2 separate regions of the Gossypium hirsutum genome follow, and region 2 is linked to region 1. A link is a contact called in public Hi-C data. All regions are on one chromosome and are shown on one strand. Each heading gives the region's core, a stretch centred on a gene start, on an enhancer-like site or on the middle of the called end of the contact. The rest is flanking DNA. Distances are from core to core; before and after follow the strand shown.

Region 1 (6,039 bases), core at 1,427-3,926:
TAGGGTTTCCATGAAAATAAATTGGGGAAGATGATGATAAAATGATGTTTTCTTCTATTTTATTATTTATCATCCTTTCATCCTTTTCTTTACTTAATTTTTCATTGATGACTAAGCATTCTTATCTACTAACTATATTTAATGGTCTAATTGTCAAACAAGGACATCAAGTTTTAAATTCTATAGCTATTTAATCCTTCTAGCTACTAGAATTTAACTTTTGCATTTTATGCAATTTGGTCCTTTCTAACAATTAAACATGAAATCGGTAAAATTTTCTTATCAAAATTTTCATACCTTTTTTCCTATCATAATTTAATACATGTAATAATATTAAAATAAATTTTATTTCTAACTCGAATTTGTGGTCCCGAAACTACTATTTCGATTTCACTGAAAACAGGCTGTTACAAAAATGAGCATGAAACTCATCACTACCAGGTGCTTTAAAAGGTGCCTTATCAAAGAGAGCCTTCTTAATTTCGTCATTCATGACCAACTTCCTAAGAAATTAAAATCATCATGGTCAAGTTCAGAAAAATTGCTTAGAGGTAAGCTTCCCATCGGGCCAAGAATTTCCCCATGCAAATTTTGGAAAAATTTATTTGCCCTAGATTCAATAGGTTCTAGATCATAAATCCAATCACCTCTAGAATTACAGATAGTGATAATACGATTATTTTTCCTTCTTCACAGCATACAAGTGTGAAAAAAATTAGTATTATGATCTCCCAGATTCAACCAATCGCATCTTGCCTTTTGCTTCCAAAAAAGTTCTGCATGATGCAGAACGTTTTTCAACTCCTAACAAATCTTCACTTCCACCTGAGCTAAGCAATTCGAGCTAGAGAAATCCATTTTCCATTGAACATTGGCAAGCTTAATAACCAAAAATCTCTTTCGAGCAGTGATGTACCCATAAACTGACTTATTCCATTCCTTTAGGTTTTGAGTGAACTTACCAAGAGTATCAAACATGTCCTCTCTAAAGATCCAATTTTCCTCTACAAAATTTTCAAAATCAAGCTGATCGGCCCACCCAGCTAAAAACCAAAAATACCTACCTTTAGGTAGAATAAACTCCAAATTTAGGGGCAAAAGAAGCGACCTATGGTTAGACTTAATCTTTGAGAGATGAGTGATGAAGCTATTTAGAAAATTTTGAACCCAAGCTTCATTACCCAACGCATGATCTAACCTCTCAAAAAGCACACCTCTATGCCAAGTAAAAGGAGGACCTCGAAAATCTAAGTCATGTAACTCGGCTTTGTCTACAAAGTCTCTAAAAATAGGGCATCCCCTCCTGCTCGAAAGACCACTTGTTTTCTCAATAGGAGAAAGGATTGTGTTGAAGTCACCAATAGAAATCCACGAAATAGTCCCTAACGGAACTGGAAATCTCAAACCTTCCCGCAAGTCCTTGCGTTTCTACTGATTCTGGCTTCCATACACAAAATAAATAAAGATCAGTATTGAAAAAGACATAGGCCAAACTCGAGTCAAAATAAATTGAGAATGACTGCGAACCACCTTAACACGGATAGAATCCTTCCAACCAATCCAAATACCCCCCGAATAACCTATCGCCTCCATAGGATAAGAATACAGAAAAGCTAAATTTGTAATAATATTATCTGCTTTGGTTTCACTTACTCTTCGCTCAAGCAAACTAATATCAAGTTTATATTCAAAGTTGTATTCCCGAAAAATACGAGAAAATTTAACACTAGCGCAGCCTTGACAATTTCAAGAAAAAATTGTAAAATTCATAAAATAATTACAAAATTTAGTGATCATACCATTACTACCAATAAACAGTATCCCCATCCACGGTCAAATTTGCGACTTCCTGAGCATTATTTTCTTCTTTACTGGGAGCCTGGGATGAAAGAAATTATGCCATCACCTTCATAAATTCTACTAAGAGAATACGCGAGTTCTCGGAAGATTTAAACTGACTCCCTCAACCTCGCAACACATTAGAAACCTTTCGGCTACTTCAGTCGCTAATGTCTTTACCATCACTCTTTCTTTCTTTAGAAATAGAAATACCCGCACTCAAACTCTCCTGAGGAAGGTTAACCGAGATACCTATTTTTTATGCGAAATTTCATTAAAACTTACCGTTGAATGCTTTCCGAGGTCCAAGACTCCATCAGAAATAAAGACTAAAGTTCCTTCAGATTCTTCAAAGGTGGGGTTGTAGTGTGCCTTAACACCCCCAAAATTTTTAGAACTATTGTTCACTTGAACCCCTGTGTCTAAAACGCCTTAATCAACACCTTCAATTTCCACACCCTCATCAGTTGAAATATGTTGTGCCAAACCTACATGTCCAACAAATAATTTAGAGTTAGAATTGTAATTATCATTATTAATGAGCTCTTTATTAACTTGTCCAAACCCAACAGCCATCATAGAAATATCCTCCAAATCACCCAAAGTTTTGGCCCACTAACAATTCTCTCAGCCTGCACCAAAGATGAAACCCAAATCCCCTTTAGACAATTCTTAACCCACTAACAATTTTTTTTCTCATTAACAACAAAATTTTTGGCCTTAACAGGCCCCATGGAGAACCCAAAAGTCATTCGGCCCAAGGAAGCAACACCCCTAGCACCCGAACCAGCGTCATTAGCAGGCCTTATGAAATACCCAAAGTCTACACTATTCTTTCAGCCTGCACCAATGATGAAACCCAAATCCTCTTTAGACCCTTCTTAACCCTAATATTGTTACCACCTAAACCCCCACAATCATTTTGCCTAACATTTTCCATCGGAATTTCTTCAGTAGTAGCAGCAAACTCAACGCTCATCTCCCCCACCATATTTAACGTCGTAAACCTAGATCCTAATGGTTTCTTTTGAGATTTCGCCGTATCATTAGCCTGTGTGATCCGTTGCCCACGCTGCGATCTCCTCTCAACCAACATCCACGATCCATACTCTGACCCTCTCTTCTCTACAACTCCTCTAATTGCTCCGCCTAAGTTTGCAACCACCACATCAACAGAACATTCCAAATTCGGATCCACAACCACCGACGAGCATAAATCCTTTACATGCTCGTACTTACCACAATAGAAACAAGCTATTGGAATAGCCTCATATTCCACCCATTGAACGGCGCCATCAACCATAACTTGAGACACCAGTGGCTTCTCGAGGTTGATAAACACAGCCAATCGAGCGAATCGAACTCTAGTTCAGTTATCAGTCTAGAAATCCAACTTAACTACTTTTCTGACCAGCCCCCCGATAGCCTCCACAATTTTCCATTTGGACATAAAGCCCTAGAGCCCTGGTAACCGGATCCAAGCCATCACCATACTGGGATATGGCTACAATGGACTGAAATCCTTAGTTCAAGGTTGAACGATAAGATACTACCCATAAATGATCCATGGTCCTTGAGTCAAGACATGATTATAAACATTCTTATTCTGAAACCGGACCAAATAATACCCGTTTTCTATGTCCATGAGATGAAAAGATTTTACAAGTTTCCATAGGCTGATTATTTAGTTGTGGAGAGCATTGTAACCAATACGTCGCCCTAATAGTTTGAGAACAATTGTTAATTCCATCTCCTTAAACATGATTTCTTTAACACGGTTTGAGAAAGTGATAGCTGGGATCCCATTGACAATAGTCGTTCGCACATCTCCTTCCAACAATTCAAGATCACTATCCCTTCCAACGCAAGGAGTATTACAATCCATCTCGGAGTTAACTGTTCCTCCCCCCAAAAGCTTGTCCTTCCAAGACAGTGTTAAAGTTGGATTTGGATCCACAGCCATAACAACAACCTCTCCATCGAGTCCTTCCTTGAATCTCACTTTTTTGATATTTCGATCCCCATCAGAATGAGAATTACAGTCTTCTCCGTTGCCGAAAATTTGTAAATTTTGAAAGCTTTAGACAAGCATATTTTTCAATTGGTCTTAAACAAATCTGTATCTCTGTCTTTAGCAAATTTTAATATAATTGGGAGGGTCTACGGAGACAATTTATATTTATGTGATTATTGTTATTTGCGCCACGATTTAAAGTTTAAAGCAGACATGCTTTCATTTAATATAAACCTTAGGTTTATTAATTAATGGTTCACTTTATACTCACATGTAAAAATTGCATATTAATAATATATGCGTGTGTGATGCTGATTTCCTTTTTAAAAAACACACAAAGAATGTGTATTTACTTAAAATTTTGTTGAATTTGAAACATTCCAAATTTTGTGCTTTTTCTTCTTTGGTTATAAGTAGAATAAGAGCATGTTGAAGTCCAATTGAAACTTTCGCTATTAGGTGTCGTGTAAATGGATAAGTTGGTTTAGTTTAGTTTTGTATAGGATTAATTTGTGTTTTAAAATTTTTGAATTGTTTTGACTTCAAATAATTTTAGATTTAGATTAATTTTAGATTTATTAATCGAGTTTTTTAAGTTAAGTTATCATGAATTCGGGTCATTTTAAAATATTTGTTTAAATCATTTCGTAATTATGTTATTTAGAATTTGAATTATTTTAAATTTAAGAGATTTCTAAATTTGAGTTATTTTCGTTTAATAATCAAATCAAATTTGAAATTAAATTAATTAATTTAAATTTTCGAGTTTGAATTAATATCTTAATAATATAAAACAACGACTAATTAAATATTGTAGAAGTACAAAGCATAATATCTTTTATATTTACTTAGTTATTACTTTATCCACCATTTCTTATTTAAAAGAAAACATAGATATAATTAAATATTAATCCCACCATAAAAATGACAACTTAAACCCTAAAATTAGTCTTCAAATTCAGCTTAATACTTATTCCAAGCTCTAAAAGTTGAAATTCTAAGTTTGGCTTACAGGACATTTTTGGGAATGTACATGCTTCAATAAAATCATGTCGAAATTCATGTATTATTTCAGGTCAAATTTTGTAATTCATAGAGTTTTACCCCTCATGCACACATCATTAGCACTCAACAATGCTAAGGTATGATTCAGAGACTATTTATGGTAGGGGCTTTGATTTGAGAGGAGAGGTAAAGATTTAATTCTAGTGTGGAAGAAAATAGCGTCACGTTAAAAGGGTCGACGCACATGAAGCCCATGTTCCCTTTTGTCTAAATGAGGAAGCATTAAGGTTCATCCACCAACCTCTCATCTCCTTACCTATAGTATACAACGTTGTATCCCTTATTCTAAATTGCAAACATGGACTTCCCTAATCTGTAAATATATATACACACAAAGGGAATACTTAAAAAACCAGATGATCTTATTCTAATTAAGAAAACAAAGAGAATGTGACCCTTACAACAAATACCCTGAAAGACCATGTATATATGTATGGAGTTCCAAATGCAACACTAACAGAGTCTAAACCACACATTTAACAAAGGGAAATGAAAACACAAACTTTCGGAAACCTACTCCTAAAACTGAATATATTGAAGGGTGTGGTGAAGAAATGAGAAAAAAGGGGTGCTGGCCCCATTTTTACAGCTAAGCTCGCTTCTATATGAATCATGGACGGAAAGGACCTTACGGATGGTACCTTGAATTAAATAGGGAGATGAAGCACATGTAGTGTGTAAGACAAAAGGAAGCAATAAATGCTATGTTTCGGTTGATGGTCTGCTACACGACTCTGTATTATCATAAGTTTTGGTGCTTTGCATGCTATTTCAAGGTGCAAGAATTATATTGCAAGTGGTCCAAGCCAGCTGGGTGGATGGTTTGTTGTGTATGGGACGTCCTAACCACGAGCCTCGAAGTTTCGAGGAAATTTGGGTAGTTTTGCGCCATGGGAAGACAGTTAAAAGGCAGACATTTTAATGGCTGATAATTACGACTTTGTCAACAAAATTTATAACCACATGGAAACTAGCTGTATCAAAAATCTTCCAATAATAGATTCTTGTTTTTGGCCACTGACACGTATTTATAGTTTCATGGTGTGAAAAATAAAACGTCGATAATGATAATGTATCGCAAAGAAAAGAGGAAGAAAATAAAAATAAACAATACATAGATT
Region 2 (6,039 bases), core at 1,312-3,811, 240 kb before region 1:
CTCTTATTTCCTATTCGAATACTAAACCCTTTACTCAGAGCAAACTGATTATAAAGATTATAAGCCTTTTATTTGAAATGCACTTTTAGTCTCACTTTTATTTCTTCAACGGAATTATCTTTTTTATCGACAAGATGAACTATTTTGTCTTGATGTGTCTCCATAAATGAAAATTATAAATTAACCAAACCTGTGAAGAAATTTTAATATCTAATAAAAAATCATGATAATAAAAGAAGTCGCTAAAATATTTTAAATTTCAATTAAAATCTAATAAAAACACAGATTGAAAACCATACAGATTTTTTTCACTAAGCTAAATCATTATTATTAAAAATCACAACTCTTTCAAAGATTCTAAATACAACTCTATTTCAAACAAATGAAAACCAAGTGGAAATACTTAATATCCCAAACAAACACAATTCCACATCAAACTAAAAAAAAAATCTCTAGAACATGCACACGATTACTAACCAGAAAATCTCCATAGTTTGCAATAGTGTAACATATTTAATTTAATCATATGTCTAATATATATAAAAAAAACTTCAATCAATAACAATGGCCAACAACTTTGAATTATTGTATCTTCTTCTCAATTTTCATGATTCAATGATCATTATCATCATTATCGTATTGTGAAAATAGAAACTATTAAAATTAAAACTTATCTTGAAACAAAAATTGAATAGTAGCAGCCAACAATTGAATAGCAAAATAGCAGTAGGCAACAGTTGCCGAAAAAAAATAAATGAATAGCAACAGCCAGCAGTTGCAGAGAAGTGCCAAGAAGAACAACAATTGAATAGCAACAGCCAACAATTGAATAGAAAAATAGCAGCAGTTGCTGGAAAAACAACAAATGAATAGTAGTAGTCAGTAGTTGCAATGAAGTGCCAAGAAAAACAACAATTGAATAGCAACAAATAGCAATTGAATCACAAAATAGCAGCAACCAACAGTTGCTAGAAAAACAACAAATGAATAGCAACAGCCAACTGTTGCAGAGAAGTGCAAAGAAATTCTTAATTAGGATTGAGTTGTGGCGGGAAATTTTTAATTGAGATTTTAGGGATTTATGGTTAAGAAATTAATTAAATGAGGTGTAAATGACATATAAAAATTAACCTGACATGTCATTAAATGATTGAAAAGAGATACAAATGACGTGACGTCACTATTTCATACAATCATTTCTCTTACAATGTAATATAATATATGAATAACCTATCAACTATTTTATTATCAAATACCTTTATGCTCCTTAAAAAGCAAAATGTTGTGGCAATGAGTTTGGTCCAAAATAACGATCAAAAGATACAAAGATTGTAAGCACAAGTATGAAAACCATCTATTATGCCAATGCCATGTACATCAACTAAATCCAAAATGCTATAAATTTTTAATCCACAAGTTAGTTCAATACAAAAATTTCTTAACAACTACTTTATCGTAAGGACATCTTTCTCCACTAAGTTATTTGATTTGGTTTCAACTATCGTTTGAATTGAATACTTGGTTACCATCCAACTATGTATATATGGTTACTTTGATAACTTTAGTTCATTCGCCTCTACTTCTTTTATAATTGCTCTTTTAATAACTTTTTCGGAGAGCTATAAATAAAGGCTTAAATATTTCATTTGGAATCTTTTGATTGTTTGCCAAGCTTAAACATATTCTAAGTTCTCTATGCATCTTTCTCTAAACAATCACAGCCACCACCACAGCTTTCATTTCTTTTAGCCACCAGTTTCTTCCATCACCAATGCATTTGTTTTTCATGATTTCTAACATCGTATTTAAAAGAATTCATCGACACTCACAAATGATTTAAATTTATAATTTATTCTAAACCATAATTATATTAGTATTATATTAGGCTTAAAGGTATAAGAAATCCTTAAGAGAAAAATAAAAAAAATAATTAATTAAACTTATCCAATTGAGCTCTTGTCAATAACCTACAAATCAATTAAGCTCATCCATTAAACGGTTTCTATCTTAGACTATGTTAATTGTTAAATTAATTTGTAGACCAAATAGATGATGACACGTGGCAGTTCTAGATTTAGTGGTTCATTTTTCTAATACAAATTTATAAAACAAAAATCATAAAATTTGTAAAAGAAAAATGTCATCAAAAATTGTAAAATATTATATAAACATATAAAAAATTATAAAAATATGAAAATTACAAAAAATTAAAAATTATTATAAAATTATATAAACATGTAAAAATTATTTAAAAAGTTATAAAATATATTAATATATTAATATAAAAATTATAATAAATCTCAACTTGGTTCAAAGTGCCATCACCATCCAAAGCACCTTCACCCAACATGCAAACTACTTCATCATCCTCCATATTACTCAGCCGCAACATCACACTCCTTATTTTCAAACTTTCTAATTGGTGTTAGCTAATTTTTTTTTTTGAAATTTCCGGATTGGGCTTTATTATGAAAATAAATACATACTGTTCTAATCTGAAACCAAAACCAAATAAAACCAAAACATAACAAAATAAACCTAAACCAAAACATGGCCCAAATCAGATGGCCTTATACAAAAATATCTAGATATTATAAACGAAAATTCTAGAACCGGCATTAATGCACCGATCCGTTGCCCAATCAGAAGTTGTTTGGAAACCGTCTTCCAGTCTTTCTGTCATTTCAATTCATTTTTGATGATTCCATTTTCAAAATATGCCAAGAAAATCGATCCGTTTCCTTTACTGTTCTGAGGCTTCCTTTCTCCACTCTTCCTCTCCTGAAAACTTCTAATCTGGTCCTCTTCTCCTATCGTACCGAGCTTGATCCATAGCATACTCAGGAACTCCCCTATCCAGGTAAATTTCTTCTCCTCTTTTTAACGTTTCTGTTGCTAAGATATGTGCAAGATTATTTGCAGACCTAGGTGTATGTTGAAATCTGATATTATCAAATCCATATATTTTCTGTTGAATGTTATAAATGTATGCCCCTACCATCGATCTGTCTTGACCCTTTGAATTGCATTTTTGATGATTGCGAGGGAATCTCCTTCAAGAATCAGAAACTGCCATCCCTTCCCGGTTCCTATTTGGACTGCTCTCCAGCAGGTTATTGCTTCAGCAGCAAAGGCCGATGAGATATTAGAATGAATCTCTGAACATGAGAAGAGGATATTTCGTTCCGAATCTCTGGCCACAATACCCGAAGCCGACCGATTCTGGCTTTTATCGTAGGCACCATCAAAGTTGATGTTGATGAAACTCTCCTGTGGGTACGACCATCTCTGGTTCTCTCCGGTACGATTTAGATCTCTTTTTTCAAGGCCATTAATCTCATTAATGTAATTGTTTATAAAGTTTGCAACTTCCGTCCCATTACTAACTTTGCCTTCATGTATTTTTTTATTTCTATCTCCCCATATAGCCCAAAGTGCACAACAGAATATTCAACTTTGATAAAGGCTGAGCTCCTCTACTACCCAGGTGATCCACTGTAAAAAATCCTCACATTGATTCATCAAAATGTTCTGGAACGATAATGCTCTCCATACCTCCATTGTAACACGGCATTCGCGAAATAAATGGTTCATTGTTTCAGCTCCTTCTCCACATCGGGGACAGCTTGGATTGACTGCTAACTTCCGGTGCTGTAAATTCACCTTTGTAGGCAGATAATTCCAAGATAACTTCCATATTGTGACCTTTATTTTAGTCAGTAGATTTAGGCTCCAAAGTTTTTTGTAAAAATTCCTATAGATGGTCTGTAAAGCATAAGTTCTAAGACTTTTAGTCAATATTTGTAATAGTTGATAGGCGCTTCTGACCGTGAATTCACCCGACCGTTCGCCACCCCAGATAAGAAAGTCTTCATGCGGTGTTTGTGCCAGAGGAATTCTGAGGATTTTGGTGGCATCATCTTCCGAAAAGGTACTGGTAATCAACTCTTTTTTCCAACTTCTGTAATGACTGTCAATCAACTCATCAACTTTAGCATCGCGCATAGAATTAATTTCTGATAATAATCTAAAGTTAACTGAATCTGGAATCCAAGCATCATTGATAGAAATATTAGTACCCATTCCCACCTTCCAACAGTGCCCTTTTGTCAATAAGTCTTTGGCTGCCCAAATGCTTTTCCAAACATAAGAACATGAATTTCCTAAACGGGAATTTAAGAAATGATTATCTTGGAGATACTTAGCTTTGAATACTTGCGTTACGAGAGCATTCTGATTATTCATAATCCTCCACCCTTGCTTAGCCAGTAGTGCTATATTGAAATGTGCCATATTTCGAAAACCCATACCACCCTCCTCTTTAGGCCTACACATATATTCCCATTGACACCAGTGAATTCTTTTCTTTCCTTTTCCTTCCTGCCACCAAAATCTAGCAAATAAATTGTCCAACTCACCACAAAGCGACTTTGGTAGTAGGAAACATGTCATTACGTAAGTAGGAATTGCTTGAAGTACTGATTTAATGAAAACCTCTCTACCCCCTTGAGATAAGAAACGAGTGCTCCAATTTTTGATCCTTTGCTTTACTCTGTCTTTGAGAATCTGAGAAGATTCCTTTTTCTTCCGACCTACTATGTTTGGCAGTCCTAGATATTTCTCCATGTTAGTCGAGCATCCTATTCCCATTTCAGCCGATATACTTCCTTTATCACCCTCCTCTAAATTCGAACTAAAAAAAGATCATGGACTTATTAAAATTAACGCATTGACCAGAACAAGTCTCATACTCTTTCAAAATAGCTTTTAGGTTCCTTGCACTACTTTCGGTGGCTTCACCAAACAAAATGGAATCATCTGCAAATAACAAGTGTGAGATTGTCGGGCCTCTTCTGCTAGCTCTCACCCCTTTAATCAACCCCTCTCTTGTGGCATTCCTGATTAAGGACGATAAACCTTCACTGCAAATGAGAAAAGAAAAGGGCTAAGTGGGTCACCTTGTCGGAGTCCTCTGGTTGGTTTAAAAACTCTACCACTCCTCCCATTTGTGGTCACAACATAAGAGACTGTAGAAATACATCTCATTATTAATACCACCCATTCCTTCGCAAATCCCATCCTCATCATAACTTCCTTCAAGAAAACCCATTCAACTCTATCGTAGGCTTTACTCATGTCCAGCTTAATCGCCATGAATCCCTTTTTCCCCTTGCGTTTTTGCCGAAGTGTATGTAGAATTTCATAGGCTATCAAAACATTATCTGAAATAAGCCTCCCTGGGACAAATGCACTTTGAGCACTATCAATACATCTTCTAATGACTTCCTGGAGACGATTGGCAATAGCTTTGGCTATAATTTTATATAAATCTGTGCACAAACTAATTGGTCTAAAGTCGACAAGGTTCGTAGGATTGGAATTCTTCAGAATAAGAGTGATCTTAGTTAGGTTTAGCCCTTTCACATCTTTTCCGTTGTTCAAAACTTCCAAATAGAAATTCCCAATATCTTCACCCACAATACCCCAGTATTTTTGAAAAAATAAAGCCGAAAATCTATCATAACCTGGAACTTTTGTAGAACCCATTCCCTTTACTGTTATATAAATCTCCTCTGTCGTAAACTTTTCCAAGAGGGCTGTGTTGATATCCGAAGAGATACTGTTTTGAATACCTGTTAAAAGGTGGGAAGAATCTCTAACGCCAGTAGTCGAAAAAAGCTTCTGAAAATACTGCTTAGCCATCTCATTAATTTTTGATTCCTCATTGATTCCTTTTCCATCATCACTATCAAGCCTACTGATTGTATTAATTCTTCTCCGTATTGATGCATAATTATGAAAAAATGTCGTGTTCTTATCTCTTAACTTCAGCCAATTAGCTATTGCTCTCTGTTCCCAATACATCTCCTCCTTATCGGTCTCCATACTCAAATCGATTCTTTTGTTAATAATCTGGCTCATAACATCTTCATCAAGTTCCTTCTTCATTAAATCTTCAAGCTCTTTTGTAATTTTATCCGTCAGCCCCTTTCGTTTCTTCTTTATGAATTTTGCCCATTTTGATAAGCTAATCTGTAA

The links. Hi-C and Micro-C count contacts between places; a contact is called where the count stands out from the background.
Region 2: a contact with region 1 is called in a Hi-C map of leaf, with 2.0 times the contacts expected there. The contact joins two enhancer-like sites. A contact is called at or near these places in 13 of 34 Hi-C or Micro-C datasets (callus, hypocotyl, leaf and 1 more).

What each region holds. Positions count from the first base shown.
Region 1 is chrD01:17,628,403-17,634,441 of Gossypium_hirsutum_v2.1, reverse strand. No RefSeq gene overlaps it. Among protein-coding and RNA genes, the nearest start is that of LOC121214099, 15 kb to the left of the region's middle. Within about 2 kb of position 2,676, at least 9 of the 9 cell types and tissues checked have an H3K27ac peak or open chromatin away from gene starts, as enhancers often do. A contact at or near this core is called in leaf, where this site is marked.
Region 2 is chrD01:17,870,408-17,876,446 of Gossypium_hirsutum_v2.1, reverse strand. No RefSeq gene overlaps it. Among protein-coding and RNA genes, the nearest start is that of LOC121213895, 5.7 kb to the right of the region's middle. Within about 2 kb of position 2,561, at least 7 of the 9 cell types and tissues checked have an H3K27ac peak or open chromatin away from gene starts, as enhancers often do. A contact at or near this core is called in leaf, where this site is marked.